3 separate regions of the Sus scrofa genome follow, and regions 1 and 3 are each linked to region 2. Evidence: chromatin contacts called from public Hi-C and HiChIP or PLAC-seq data. All regions are on one chromosome and are shown on one strand. The core of a region is the stretch at or near the end of the contact, and the rest is flanking DNA. Distances in the headings are between cores, read along the strand shown. Region 1 holds the start of PATL1 (protein PAT1 homolog 1). Region 2 holds the start of OSBP (oxysterol-binding protein 1). Region 3 overlaps OSBP (oxysterol-binding protein 1).

Region 1 (4,638 bases), core at 610-3,109, 49 kb after region 2:
AGTCGCTAAAGGTCATACAGAGACTCAGTGGTAGCGTCATAACTCTGTTGCTGTATTCCAGGGACCATCACGAACCCCCAGTTTCCCTCCATTCGCCCAGAAAAAACTTCTGCTGGACACGCCCCTTCCCCACTCGGAGCTCTCATCAGTAAACAGTCTTCCGCCCCAGTCAAAGGGCAAGTGCAGGCCCGGGTGACCTGACGGTTGCCTGCGAGTAAGGGGCTATGTGTAATTAATGCGAGATGATAGTTCTGGGTCTTAGGCGGGAAATGCGTCCCTGGGCTTTACCCTGTGGCTCTTCCTTAAGCCTTAAGTGCCACCGGGTGGGTGCAAGGCTCTCAATGCCGAGCCCCACCGGGGGTACGGTGGGGTGGGGGGTGGTTGGTTACCGCACTTAACGGGCCCTCCCCACCCCCAAACAGAGGTCAACTCTCCTCAGTAGCAACTGATAGGACAGTCCCGCCCCCACGAAGCCAGCTCACAGCCCTTGGACTAAACCCGCGACCCCAGAGCCCACACACTCTGCTCGGTCCTGCCGGCCCCTCCGCCCCCCCTTTTCCCCCCGAGGGGCGCGGACCGACGCGCTGAGCGTGAGAGAAACAGAGAGGGGGGCGCGTGCCGGCGGGAGGGAGGGGTCACTTCCGGTCGCAACAGCTCACCTCGTAGCGGAACATTCTTGGGGAGGGGGGGGAGGGAGCGGGGAGGGGAATGGGGGAGGGAGGGAAGAAGCGCTGACTCTCCGGGCTCCTCCGCGCGCGGGTCCTCCACCGGCTCGCGACCCCTGGCCGCCGCCGTACGCCGGAGCGTGCGTGGGAACGTGCGCAGGCGCGCCTCGGGGAGGGCGGCCGCCCCGCTCCGCGCCCGGCGGCGGCGGCTGCGCGGGGACAGATTTGGCGTCCCGCTTCCTAGTCTCGGCGGCGGGAAGGAGGTCCCGTGGCGAGAGACTGCGCACGCGCCACCCGTCGGGGGCTTCCTCGCGATCCGAACCTGTAGCTCCGCCCCCGGCTTCTCTGCGCCCGCCCGACGCTGAGGTTCGAGTCACGAGTTTTCCGTCACCGACGGGGCGGAGAAAAGCCTTGTGATTGTCACAGGATATGGCTTTGGAGAGTCCCAGGCTTAGCTTAGGCTGGGAGAAATGGACATTCCTGGGCACTTTTTCCAGCGTCCAACACCGTCTTCGGGTTGCTTGGCGGTCTTCACGACATACGATAGGCACCGAGTGGAGGGGAAAAAAGTTAAAGTTCAGGTCATCGAAAGGGGCTGAGTTCGTCGCCACTTTCAGCGGCACGTCACCCGCTGAGTCAACAGCAGGTCAGGGCTGTGATTTATGTGTCTCAGAGATGAAGGCTTTTTTTTCCTCTTTTCTTTAAACCGAAGGCTTATTAGGGAGGTTCAACCAGGGAGGTATTTTTAGGGCTCAGGCACATCAAGCGTGTGGAGTGAGGGAGCCAAAAAAGGCAGCACAGCCGTGGGCAGCAAGGTCATCGAGGCTGAGTGCGCCGTAGGGTGACACCACCTCCTTAGAGGATCAGGACCAGAAAAGCATTTGTCCAGGTGCCTTGGCAGCCTGTTTTCAGAAGTCTCTTTGGAGAACTGTTATCTCCGCTAGCCGAACTCACTCTTTCCCCTTGAAGACTAAACTTGGCTACGAAATTTAGTCCTTGCACCACGAATTCTTGTGCAGTTTCGCAACTCCTTTCTCCGGTGTCTTAAAGTGCAGCCTCGCCTGGGAGTGGCATAGAGTAAATTCCTTACGTGGTGGTATGACCGGATTAATCAGAGCCTGAGTAGTGGAAACTTGGATTTGGAAATAGAAGTTCTGGGTGGGAATCAGTGCTTTGCCACTGGGCCGTCAGATTTGGGGCAAGTTACCTAAACGTGTCTGAGCCTTAATTTCTTTGGAAAACGGGATTAATGATACCTGCCTCACAAAGTAGTGGTTCAATGGCATGATGATTCCAGTAGTACTTCTACTGATGGTTGAAGTCTGCCTTATGCCAATCCGGTGAGGTAGGTGGTATTATTTTCTCCATAGATGAGGAATTTGAGGATTAGAGATGTTAAGCAGTTTATCCTAAACCACTCAATGGCAAGCGGCAACCAGGTCTCTCATTCCAGAAACCCAGTCTCTTAATCATTGTGACAGTTTAACAAAAGAGGATATTTACATGGGACAGACCTAAATGTTAAAGTGGAGCAGGCTGGGGATAAGATGATAACTTTTAAGCACGCATAGAACACTACAAAAGTTCATGTATTAGGTAGGGGCACTTCTTAACAGTGAGAATTGGTGCCATATAGACCAAAGGTTGGGAAAGTGTGACCCACAGCCAAATCTGCTTAGCTGCCTTTTTTTTTCAAAGTAAAGTTTTGTGGGAAGACGGCCATCTTCATTTATTTACATATTGTCTTTAGTTGCTTTGGGGCAACAAAGGCATAATTGAATACTTTCAATGGAGGCTATTTGGCTAGCAAAGCCTGAAATAATTACTCTGGCCCTTTACGGAAAGAGTTTGCTGATTCTAGATGTTGCAGATCAAGTTTTCTGATCATTATGTCAGAATTTTTTTTTTTTTTTTTTTTTTTTTTTGGCTGCACTGGTGGCAAATGAAGTTCCCGGGCCAGGGATCAAATCCAAGCCACAGGTGTGACCTTTGCCACAGCTGTGGCAACACCAGATCTTTAACTGGATCTGCACCAGGCAGGGAATGGAAATTGTGCCTCAGCAGCGATTGGAGCCACCTCAAATACAACACTGGATACTTAACCTACTGTGCCACAATGAGAACTCCAGACATCAGAACATTTTAAAAAACTCCACACTTCTAATTAATGGACTGCTTGAGAAAACATAGTGGAAAGTAGATAAACTTATTAACGTATAAAGACTTGAGATACAGCTAAAGCAGTTTCTATGAGAGAATAGGAAAGCCTGAATGTAAATGAACTATAGGATGATGTCAAAGAAAGGATAAATAAGGAAATAGTAAAGAGCAGAAATGAAAGAAACAGAAAACAAGATAGAGATGGTCGATAAAATTATGTTTTTCTCATGCAACAGCTGTCTTTGAGGGAGATGAATGAGGGCCACTTTAGGCAAATGTATTTTCTTGAGCTGTGTAGGCCCATTATTAAGATGGAGAGGGTAAAAATTCTTTTCACAAGTAATTCTTTCGAAATAAGATATGAGGCCTTTGGAGAGTGTCTCTTGAGTGAGTGGAAGAAAAGTCTCTCCTGCACACCAGCTAGGTGGAAAAGGCGATTGACAGTTGAGAGGCGACATCAATTAGCATCGCTATCATGCTTTCTCTGGCCTTGCCATCCTTTTTCCAAAGGTTGTAAAAAAAATCCACTGCGGTATTTACAGATTCTATACATCCTATTTCTTAGATCATGGTAAAGGAACAAAATGTACTTTTTGTGAGCCTAGTTTCAGATGATGTATTAATTTTCATCAAGTAATGTACAACAAGTGTTATACAACAGCTTCACCAGGAGGGCTTGTTAAAATAGACTCCTGGGAGTTCCCCTTGGGGCTCTTTGTTAAGGACCTAATGCTGTCTCTGTGAGGGTGTGGGTTTGATCCTTAGTTTCACTCTGGGTTAGGCTGTGGCATTGCTGCAAGCTGCAGCATGGATCAAAGACGAGTCTCTTATCTGGTGGCCATGGCTGTGGTGTGGGCATGTAGCTGCAGCTCTGATCCGACCCCTAGCCTGAGAACATCCATATGCCACAGGTGCTGCCATAAACAAGAAAGAAAAACAAAAACCAGACTCCTGGGCCACCCCACTCCCCAGATTTTCTGATTCAGCAGGTCTGCAATGGGACCTAAAAATTGCATTTATATGAAGTTCCCAGGTGATGCTGATGCTGTTGGTTCTAGGACTAGGCTTTGAGAATGGTTGCTTTTAAACATTGTCCTCGGGTGCTTGCAAAGGTTATAAAGAGGTGGGGAAAAGAGTGGTGGGCTGCCCAGAGGGTCATTTCTCATGTAGTCTACAAGGTTGTAACAAATGTCCTAGAAAGTTACAGGGAGGAACCCTTGGTGCAGCAGATTTTAGGACAAAAGGCTTAGCAATATAATAGAAATTAAAATATAATGCAAAACTTGTAAACAAGGCCACAGAGTCTTTGTCCTCTCTGAAGAGGTGTTTTCTGTTTCCACCATTCCTTGAATCTGGCCTGGACTGTGATAGACCCGTGGAGTGCTGGGGAGGCGATGCAATGTCAGCTGTGTCTAGTCTTTAAGAAGACTGACAATGTAAGTCCATGTTAGATGCCCACTTGTCTTGCTGAAGCGGTCACATGAAAAGGCCTTGGCACTACATGGAGAGGGAGACGGGTCCAGCTGGATCCAGTTTACCAGCCACACAAGACATGTGGATGAAGCTGTCTTGGGCTCTCCAGACCAGTTCAGCTGCCAGCTGAATATCATCGAGTCACCCCATTCAGCACCACATGGAGCAAATACTCTCTCAACTGAGCCTTTCCCAAAAACCTCATCCATAAAGCTGTGGTGTTAAAATAAAATGACTGTGGTTTTAAACCACAAAATTTTGGAGTAGTTTGTTACTCATTAATAGGTAACCAGAAGTCTGTGTAGAAAAATTATACAAAACTTGGAAATCAGGAAAAAGG
Region 2 (5,019 bases), core at 37-2,536:
TGAAAAAACCTGATTAACCAGAGAGAGCCCAGAAATACTGGATGGAACACTTAATCATTCCCATGGGAGGAGGTGGGGCAGGCAAAAATGAGAAAGGCTGGAGTGCACTTCTCCATTCTGGGCTGTCTAGAAGGCAAAAGCATAGGCAAATCTTGGAAGAGATAAAGACAGGGGACAGCTACCGAGGCCACCCTGTGTGTGGTGTCCTTCAGCCTGAATGTGGAGAGACCAAAAGGCGGGTAGATCAAGGGCTGCTAATAACCTTGAATTTTGGAGACTGGGCCCAGATAGCTAAGCCTTGAGACTTTCGCACTTAAGTTCTTTGGGAGTGGTGCCTGCGATCAGCCCTCATATATGTGCCCTTTAGCACCTACATCGGCGCCTTCCTTGCAGAATTAATCATTGCACCGATGTGCTGCTGGAAACACAATGGAAGAGAAGAGGCTCTCGGAACAACTCAAAGGGCCAGGCACCGAGCGGAAGGTCTAGCACTAAGGGTGGGTCACCCAGGTGGAGGGGCAAGTCCTGGGGCGTTCATTTTCGTGAGGGTGGACTTGTGTCAGGGGCTGTCAATGCACGCAGGTGACGAAAAGGGGCCTGGGGCGACCTTGGCTGCTGCGCGGGCTGGAGAGGGTGACGGCGCGGGGACTGTGGGCTGCGATGGGAGACGGCGCCCCGGAAGCAGTTACCTGTAGTAGCTCAGGAGCCCGTTGCTCAGCACGAACCACCGCCGCTGGTAGCCTTTGATATAATTGGTCCATTTGAAGAGCCAGCCCTCGCGAGCCGAGCCTGATCCCCCAGCGCCCGAGCCGCCCGAGCCCCCCGCCGGCGGCGCAGGAGCCGGGCCCGCTGCCGCCACTCCCCCGGCCCCGGGACCCGGGCCGCCCGCCGACACCGCGGCCACCGTGCTCGGCGCGGCCGCGGAGCCTGGCCCCGAGTCTCCGCGGCCGCCCGCGCCGCCTCCTCCCACCATGGGGGGACCGGCGCCGCCGCCGCCCGGAGCCGCCATGGCTGTCGGGCCCGGGCCCATCACTCCTCTCAGTTCCGTCGCCGCCATGAGCCGCCGCCGCCCTGAGATACAGGACCGGAACCGCCTACGAGAGCCGCCGTCGCCGCCCGGAGGGCCCCACACGGCTAGCGCATCAGCCGCCGCCGCGCACCGTCCCCGCCCCGCCAGGCCGGCCGCGGGGAGGAGGGCTCGGCCGCCGGGAAGGAAAAAGTCGATTGGTGCCGCCGAGTGTCACTTGCGGAAGACCCCTAGGACATTGGCATTTCTCTTGGGCCTGTCATTACACACCGCCCAGTGAAAACTGAGGGTGGGACGCTTCCGCCAAGCACGCCATTGATTGGTGCAAGTGAAGGCCAATCAGATTTCTGTACATTTCATTGGTGCTTTCCCGAAGTCTCCAGCGCTCCGGGAGGCCTCAAGTATGCAGACTGCCCAGCCAGTTTGATTGTCGATTGGCTAGAACTTCTGCCACTCATTTTAGTTTATGCCCCCGTCACCGCCACGTCACCCCCTCCCAGCACCCTTCTCCTTGTCTCTCTTCCGCCCTTACGGATTGGTGGTTGGTATCAGCTGCTCAACCTTTTCTACCATTTACCGAACGAGTTGAGGAGAAGGAGGAGGAGTCTAGCCATCACAGCCTCACTTTAATTTCTTACTGGTTAGAATGAATGTCCCTCACATGTTGGGGGAGGGACGGGGCAGTGATTGGAGATGATTGGTTCCGGAGGTTGTCTGTGAACCAGGAGCTTGGCAATGATGACCAATGAAAGAGACGGACTGAGCGAGGGCAGGCCAGGGCAGCCAATAAAATCTGGGAGAAGCACTTGCCGGGCGAGCCCTTCTGCTTCCACCTTTGGTGAACTTTCTAAGAGGCAGAAGCGGGTCAGCGTCCCGAAAGCATATTTTTGCTGTATGCGCAGCGTAGGAATCCCTCTTTCTGAGTTAAGATTTCTATTGTTTCTTGTTAGGAGGAGTGATTCTTAGTAGACAGCCCCTGCCCGAGTCTCTCCTTTCCAGGGCCGCCTTCTAGCAGCTGGCTCCCAGCTGGAGACCAGAATTAATGGGGAGCCCAGAGATAGCTTCCCACTTTCCTCCTGAATCCACCATTCTAATAATGTTCCCTGGTTTGCTCATCGTCCACCACACCTCTTATCTCTTGCTTCTAGACTCCTAATTCTGTCCCACGAGTTGCTGACCCAGCTGTGAGGAGAAAATAGACTCGCGAGGACCTGACTTTATATCTACTTGCGACCCATGTCTTCCAGTCCAAAGGGCCCTTGGCTGTAGCATCATATGCTCACGTGTGTATACTTAACCTTGCACGGAAAGTAGTTATTTCAGATAAATTGTTCACACATTTGTGAACGTCACAAATTTAGTATCTCATTTAGCATTTAGATGTTGTGAACTATTGTTGCAAAAGGAGCTCTGGGGAACCTGGAACTTGCTACATTTTTCTGATTTCACTGGGCAACAGAAATAGCTGTTAGACATTGTAAAATTGCTTTTTTCCCTGCAGTGTGCTTCACGGTATCAAGGAAATAAAGAAAAATATCCTGTTAGAAAGCTTTTAAAGAAGAGAAATATCCATTGAATTCTGGAAAGAGAATACACTTTGAAAAGGAGTTCCCACCGTGGCGCGTGGTTAACGAATCCGACTAGGAACCATGAGGTTGAGGGTTCGATCCCTGGCCTTGCTCAGTGGGTTAACGATCCGGCGTTGCCGTGACCTGTGGTGTAGGTTGCAGACGTGGCTCGGATCCTCCGTTGCTGCGGCTCTGGTGTAGGCTGGTGGCTACAGCTCCGATTGGAACCCTAGCCTGGGAACCTCCATATGCCGCGGGAGCGGCCCCAGAAATGGCAAAAAGACAAAAAAAAAAAGAAAATCTGCAGTTAGATGTAGGCTACTTGGGTTAATTGTTTTAACTGAGCTAAGATGAATTCTTTTATGCTTGAGTCCTGCCTTTGCTACTTATCGGCTCTCTGACTTCGGGAAAGTCATTTAGGCACCCCAAGCCTCAGTTTTCACTTCTTTTAAATAGGAATAAAACTTTACAGGGATACTGTTATGATTAAATGCATATGAACGTGTTCGATAAACTCAGCTGCTGCAAAAATGGAAGTTGTATTGCCAAACACATCCCTGGGTTTACTTGCCAACCGCAAAACAGAAACACATACTTTTACAATGGGGGAAATCTGGCTGTCCCCACCTTAACCCAGTTATCCAGCTTAACATCATTAACCCTGGGACAGTCAACATTTTTATAAGGTTCCTGGTGTGCTGCAGCATGAAGAATACAGCTTCGCCTAATGGAGTTTTCTTGCCAAAAATGTTGGACCTGAATCCAATCAAGCCCTTAGATCTACCCTCCAGTTTATAGGAGCTAGAGGAACCAGTTAAACAACACTCCCAGGGAGACAATCAGTTAAATCAAGAATGTGAGACAACTGCTTATATAGAAGTCATAAATGTTAAGGAAAAGTGACGTCATAACAAAGAGTCAGGCGGTGATTGTTCTAAAAATTTTCTTGTGCCTTAAAAAAAACCCCAAGGAGTTCCTGCTGTGGTGCAACAGGATCAGTGGTGTCTTAGGAGCGGTGGGACAAAGGTTTGATCCCCAGCCCAGCACAGTGGATTAGGGATCCAGCATTGCTGCAGCTGCTGCTTTGGTCGTGGCTGTGGCATAGGCTGGCAGTTGCAGGCCCATTCGACCCCTAGCCTGGAAACTTCCATAGGCCACAAGTGTGGCCCTAAGAAAGCAAAATAAACAAAAACCCTCCACAAATGCTTGATTGGATTCTGGTTCTGAAAAAAAAAAAAATACACTTCAGCTTTTCAGACATTTGAGGGGTAACGGAAAATTTGAAAATGAACTGGATTAGGTGATATTAGACCGTTATTACCTTTGTTCAATGTAATATTGGGATGATGGATAAGAATGAGAGCATCTTTAGAATCTGGAGAAATGTCAGTCTCTTCAATAAGTGATAATGGGGAAACTGGACAGCTACCTGCAAAAGAATCAAACTGGGCTACTCTCTGACACCATATGCAAAAAGAAAGTCTAGGAGTTCCCATTGTGGCTCAGGGGATTACAAACCTAACTAGTATCCATGAGGATGCTGGTTCGATCCCTGGCCTCGCTCAGTGGGTTAAGGATCTGGAGTTGCTATTAGCTGTGATGGGGGTCGCCCAAGTGTGGGCTTGGATCCTGCTGCTGTGGCTGTGGCCTAAGCGGGCAGCTGCAGCTCCAATTCAACCCCTAGCCTGGGAACTTCCAATCACCACAGGTGCAGCTCTAAAAAGAAAAAGAAAAAAAAAAAAAGACAAAGAAACTAAAAATGGATTAAAGACTTAAATGTAAGACCTGAAAGGAAACATAGGCAGTATGTTCTTTTTTTTTTTTTTCTTTCTTTTTCTTAGTTAAGTCAGAGAAAGACAAATACTATATGTTATCGCTTATGTGTGGAATCTTACCAAAAAAAAAAAAAAAAAAACGGAACAAATGAACAAACATAACAAAACAGAAACCGAGTCATAGATATGGGAAACAAACAGGTGGTTGCCAGAGGGGAGGAAAGAAATAGGAGAGGGAAACTAAGAGGCACAAAATAACTGCTGTAAAATAAATTAGTCATGAATATGAAAAGTAAATAGTAATACCTTTGTGTGGTGACAGATGATAACGACTTATCCTGGCAAACATTTTGAAATGTACAGAAATATAAAATCATCATCCTGTGTAACAAGAACGGAGCTAGTGTTGCAGGTCGTTATACTTCAAAAACAAACCAACTCAAAGAAAAAGCGATCAGGTTTGTGATTACCAGAGGCAGGGTTTGAGGGGGTGGGGGAGAAGGACCTGGAGGAAGGTAGTAAAAAGGAGCAAACGTTCAGTTATAAAATAATAACCACAGGAATGTAATGTACCACATGATAAACATCATTAACACTACTGCATATTCTATATGAAAGTTAAGAGAGTAATTCCTAAGAGTTCTCATCA
Region 3 (4,623 bases), core at 696-3,195, 36 kb before region 2:
GTTCTCTCCTCGATTCTGTGCTCCAGCCATTCATGCAGCCTTCCAACCTCAGGATGCTTTCCTTTACTGTGCTCTTCGTCTTTATCCATGCAGTATTTTTGTTTTTGTTTTTAATTAAAGTATAGTTAATTTACAATGTTGTGTTAATTTCTGCTGTACAGCAAAATGATTCAGTTATAATACACTTTTTAATATTCTTTTCTATTATGGTTTATTCCAGGATATTGAATATCGTTCCCTGTGCTGTATAAGCAGACCTTGTTGTTTATCCATTTTATGTGTGATAGTTTGCATCTGCTAACCTCAAATTCCCAGTCCAGCCCTCCCTGACCTCCCCTCCCCCTTGGCAACCACAAGTCTGTTTTCTAGGTCTGTGAGTCTGTTTCTATTCCTAGATAAGTTCATTTGTGTCATATTTTAGATTCCACATGTAAGTGATAGTATATGATATTTGTCTTTCTCTTTCTGATTTCACTTGGTATGATAATCTCTAGGTTTATCCATGTTGCTGCAAATGGCATTATGTCATTCTTTTTTATGGCTGAGTAGTGTTCCAGTGTGTGAGTGAGTGTGTGTGTGTGTATACCGCATCTTCTTTGTCCACTCCTCTGCCAATGGACATTAAGGTTTTTTCCATGTCTTGGGTATTGTGAGCAGTCATGCAGCATTTTTATACATTGCTCTTCCCCTAACCCCTATTAAACCTGCAACTCTTGATTCAGATACATTCTCCTAGTTCTAGAAGCTTTGTCTGATATGTCTTTGTCCCTTCTCTCCCACTCCCTATAATCTTGTTACCTTGCTACATTGTTTTCACACCATTTATCAAACTAGCTTGTCATAATTGCCTGTTTATCTGAGCTCTTAATTTCTTTCTTTCTTCCTTCCTTTCTTTTTTTTCTTTCTTTTTCGGCTGATCCCTTGGCATGCAGAAGTTCCCAAGCCAGGGATCAAACCTGAGCCACAGCAGTGACAATGCTGAATCCTTAACCATGAGGCTACCAGGGAACCCCTCTGAGCATTTTTTTTCCCCCATTTGTATCCCTAATGTATTCCTCAATTATCTTGCTGAAAGTAGAGCAAACCCTTGAAATTTATAGGTTTAACATTTGTGTAGGTCTTCGGAGATTTTTGGCACGTGTAATAGTATATAATTTTGAATCACATGTAGACACCTCAGGATTTTAGACCCATCATGTCACAGTCACCCATTAAAGGAATAAAGGAGGAATTATTACAATTTTTCAGGCACATTTGACAGCCCCTGTTGGAGGGAACTACATTCCACATGGTATTCAAGGTTGAGGGATGCAGCTCCCACAACTGTCAAGGGTCTACTGCAGTGGTTTTTAGCTTGCCAGAAAAAAAAAAAAAAAAAGAGGGGAGTTCCCGTAGTGGCGCAGTGGTTAACGAATCCGACTAGGAACCATGAGGTTGCGGGTTCGGTCCCTGGCCTTGCTCAGTGGGTTAACGATCTGGCGTTGCCGTGAGCTGTGGTGTAGGTTGCAGACGCAGCTCGGATCCCGCGTTGCTGTGGCTCTGGCGTAGGCCGGTGGCTACAGCTCCAATTGGACCTCTAGCCTGGGAACCTCCATATGCCGCGGGAGCGGCCCAAGAAATAGCAAAAAGACCAAAAAAAAAAAGAGGGAAAACAAAGTCGTTGATACTTCACACCAAGCCCACTGATGGGAACTGGGAAGATGACTTGAGCAGATAAGTGGTTATCCCAAGAAGCAGGTTAGAAAAAACCATCCCTGGTGATAAAGCTAATTTTGTGGGAGCATGTTCCTTCCTTGAGGTGGGACTCCCAAAATGATATTATCCACATTAATAAGCTTTTAGAAACAGAAATATGCATTTCTGCGTGATGTATAATCCAGGAGGAAATGACTATCAGCTGCGTTCCAACCCAGTATCTCACAGCACACAAGGTTGGAAAGGTCACAAACTCCAGGGTTAAACAAACCCAGCTTTGAATTCCAGTGCTGTGACTAACCAATCAGCCATGTGACCAGGAGTGAATTAATCCAAGTTGGGGTATTTTTTGAGCAACTTTCTTTATATTCGACAAGACAATTTTAACATTTACCTCTTAAAATTGTTTAAGAGGAAGCCAGGAAATGTTCAGACTCAGTTCTCAGCATTCTGGACACAGAAGCAGATGTGCAGCGGACGTGGGGGCCCCCCTCAGGGCAGGTATTGGCACTGGCCCTCATCTAAGGCCTCTCCAGTCCCCTCCAGTCCCTTTGCCCACCTGTCCCCTCCCTGAACATTACAGAGAAAACCTAAACAAGCATCTTCACTGTTCTTACTTCTGTCCAAGGTCTGCGAATCAACACTCAATTGCTTATGTTTCAAAATACAGAATCTGAGTTACCACATGGGAGAGCTAAGAGCCTGAGAATTAAATGGGCAAGATTTTTTTTTTTATTTTTTTATTTTAGGGCCCCACTTTCAGCATATGGAAGTTCCCAGGCTAGAGAAGGGTCGAATCAGAGTTACGGCTGTCAACCTGCACCATGGCTACAGCAACATAGGATCTGAGCTTTGTCTGTGACCTACACCACAGCTTACAGCAATGCTGGATCCTTAACCCACTGAGTGAGGGCAAGGATGGAACCGGAGTCCTTATGGATACTATTCGGACTTGTTACACTGAGCCGCAATGAGAACTTGCAAGACTTTTATCTTGGGGGTGACGCAGGCCCAGTATCAAAAACTCTGTAAACTATCCCCCAATGCCAATGTGGGACACAGATGATGACATTATCCTGAAGCATCAGGGGCTGTTAAAACCACTCTTCTGGTCATGGGACCTCCAGAATGCTGTTGAGCAGTCAAAACATCTGTAAACCCTTGCCCAGTTTTTCTCTCAGTTTCCCATGGAGATCAAGTTCCTGGACTCCCAAGAACAAATCACTGTGGGTCCAGCTCTCCACCTCCTCCCGCCTCCTACCTGGTAGACGTGGAAGTGAATCAGACAAACAATATGACTTTTTAAAAATTATTTAATTTAGTAGTTTTCTTGGAAAAAAAACAATAAGGCAAAAAAACCGAAAATATATATCGTTTTGTTTTGTTTTCACATGACTTTATTTCACCTGAAGGACTCGAAGCTTCTTCCATTAGCAGGAATCTGACTGGGGGGTCAGGCTGGAAATGTAGTGCAGATAGATGGTGGAGGGGTGGGGGAGTACATCGGGGACGTTGCTTAGCTGGGGAGTTCCCACTCCGTCTGAAGCCCCCCTCCTTAGGTCATCGCCTTCACAGGCCTCCTTGAAAGAAGCTCCCAGGAGGTGCCCCTCTTGAGTTCATCACAGCTAGGAAGGGAGAGGCGGGGGGTGGGAATGAAAGTACTACTTCGCCAGTGTCAATCCAGTCACCCCGAGCGGGATGGCTTCCTCTGGAATGATACTCTCCCTCGGACCCCCACCAGCTGAGGCTCAGCAGTTAAGGAACAGAAATGAAAAAACGCTAACAAAAAGCATACAAGGAAGGCACCTCAATTTGTGATCCTCAACCAAGGGTGGGTGGCACGGGGGCTAGGTTTCTGAACAAGACAACTTAAACAAATGCCAAACGGAAAAAAAGGAAGGAAACCAGGGCCCGACAGGAGCAGTTCTCTTGCCAACCCCACGTGCCCGGTGTTTTTAGCCCCGATTCCTGGGAAGAAGGCTCTTTTGGGGAATGAGCTGTCTGGTGCTGTGATTTGGCCAGAGGCCAGCTTAAACCCGAAATGACCCTCCGGACTTTCTACCCAGACCCTTCCTAATGAAAGGAGGAAAAACGGTAGGAAAGAGGTTAGGATTTCATTTTCAAGAGTCAGGTAATTAGGAGAGCAGAGCTTGGACAGTGGTGGGTGCCCCATGATACCAACCATGGATAAAGTCCCTGCTCAGTAACTGCTGGATGGGGTCCTGCTCAGGTTTTGAGTGTCTGACCCTGAAAGATGGAAAGCAGAGGAGGCTCCAACCCACATCAGTGTGTCCAAGAGAGTCTCCCAGGGAGACAAGTGGTATCAAAAAAACAAGATTCTTAATGGGAAGAAGGAAAATCAAACCAAAAAAAAAAAAAAATTAGATTTTTCTCTACATATATATAATATACAGATATTTAACACATTATTCCAGAGGTGGCTCCAGTCCACGGGGCTTGAGAGATGGTGAAAACTTATTCCAAAGCATCTCCTTCTCGCAGATTCTGAAGGGTATCAGAACGGGACAGGTAATGCTTTGCTCCAGACTGGGGCCCAAACCTGGATTGGTACTGTGCCGGGAGAGAGAAGAGGAAAAGGCAGTGAAGGACGGGGGTGAGAAGGGACAGCAAAGCTGAAGTGGCCAGCAAGTCTCTTTCCATCCTGCCTGTGTTCTCAGAAGTTCTCTGCCTGAGCGAGTCCGTAAAACCCCTTTGTGAGGATAAAGCAACCCTCCTACCACCGACCACCCCAGTGGCCCTGGTTGCTGTCAAAGAAGATGGAGAACAGCAGCAGGGTGTTTTACGCGAGTGAAGATCATCGAAACTTCCAAGAATTTAACTCTGAACGTTCCAGCCCTCTGGCAAGCGTCCCAATACCAGTTTTCTCTGCACGGACACCCCGTTAAGGGTCCCCGCTTGTGAACATTT

What was found. Hi-C and Micro-C count contacts between places; a contact is called where the count stands out from the background. HiChIP or PLAC-seq counts read pairs in DNA pulled down with a chosen protein or histone mark.
Region 1: a contact with region 2 is called in an H3K27ac HiChIP or PLAC-seq map of skeletal muscle. The contact joins the promoter of PATL1 here to the promoter of OSBP in region 2. A contact is called at or near these places in 11 of 47 Hi-C or Micro-C datasets (alveolar macrophages, differentiating spermatogonia, epiblast stem cells and 5 more) and 2 of 2 datasets of contacts at active chromatin or transcription factors (alveolar macrophages and skeletal muscle).
Region 3: a contact with region 2 is called in a Hi-C map of skeletal muscle, with 3 times the contacts expected there. The contact joins the enhancer-like site here to the promoter of OSBP in region 2. A contact is called at or near these places in 2 of 5 promoter capture datasets (fetal liver and liver), 18 of 47 Hi-C or Micro-C datasets (alveolar macrophages, blood, embryonic fibroblasts and 11 more) and 1 of 2 datasets of contacts at active chromatin or transcription factors (skeletal muscle).

The regions. Positions count from the first base shown.
Region 1 is chr2:11,824,037-11,828,674 of Sscrofa11.1, reverse strand. It overlaps PATL1 (protein PAT1 homolog 1), which reads right to left and starts at 1,859. Exons shown (of 19, transcript XM_021082992.1): 1 at 660-1,859. The coding sequence starts at 674.
Region 2 is chr2:11,872,561-11,877,579 of Sscrofa11.1, reverse strand. It overlaps OSBP (oxysterol-binding protein 1), which reads right to left and starts at 1,286. Exons shown (of 14, transcript XM_021082995.1): 1 at 690-1,286. The coding sequence starts at 1,057.
Region 3 is chr2:11,910,028-11,914,650 of Sscrofa11.1, reverse strand. OSBP (oxysterol-binding protein 1) reads right to left here. Exons shown (of 14, transcript XM_021082995.1): 14 at 2,991-4,623. Among named protein-coding and RNA genes, the nearest start is that of TRNAF-GAA, 5.3 kb to the left of the region's middle. Within about 2 kb of position 1,945, at least 15 of the 83 cell types and tissues checked have an H3K27ac peak or open chromatin away from gene starts, as enhancers often do. A contact at or near this core is called in embryonic fibroblasts, liver, mesenteric adipose tissue and 2 more, where this site is marked.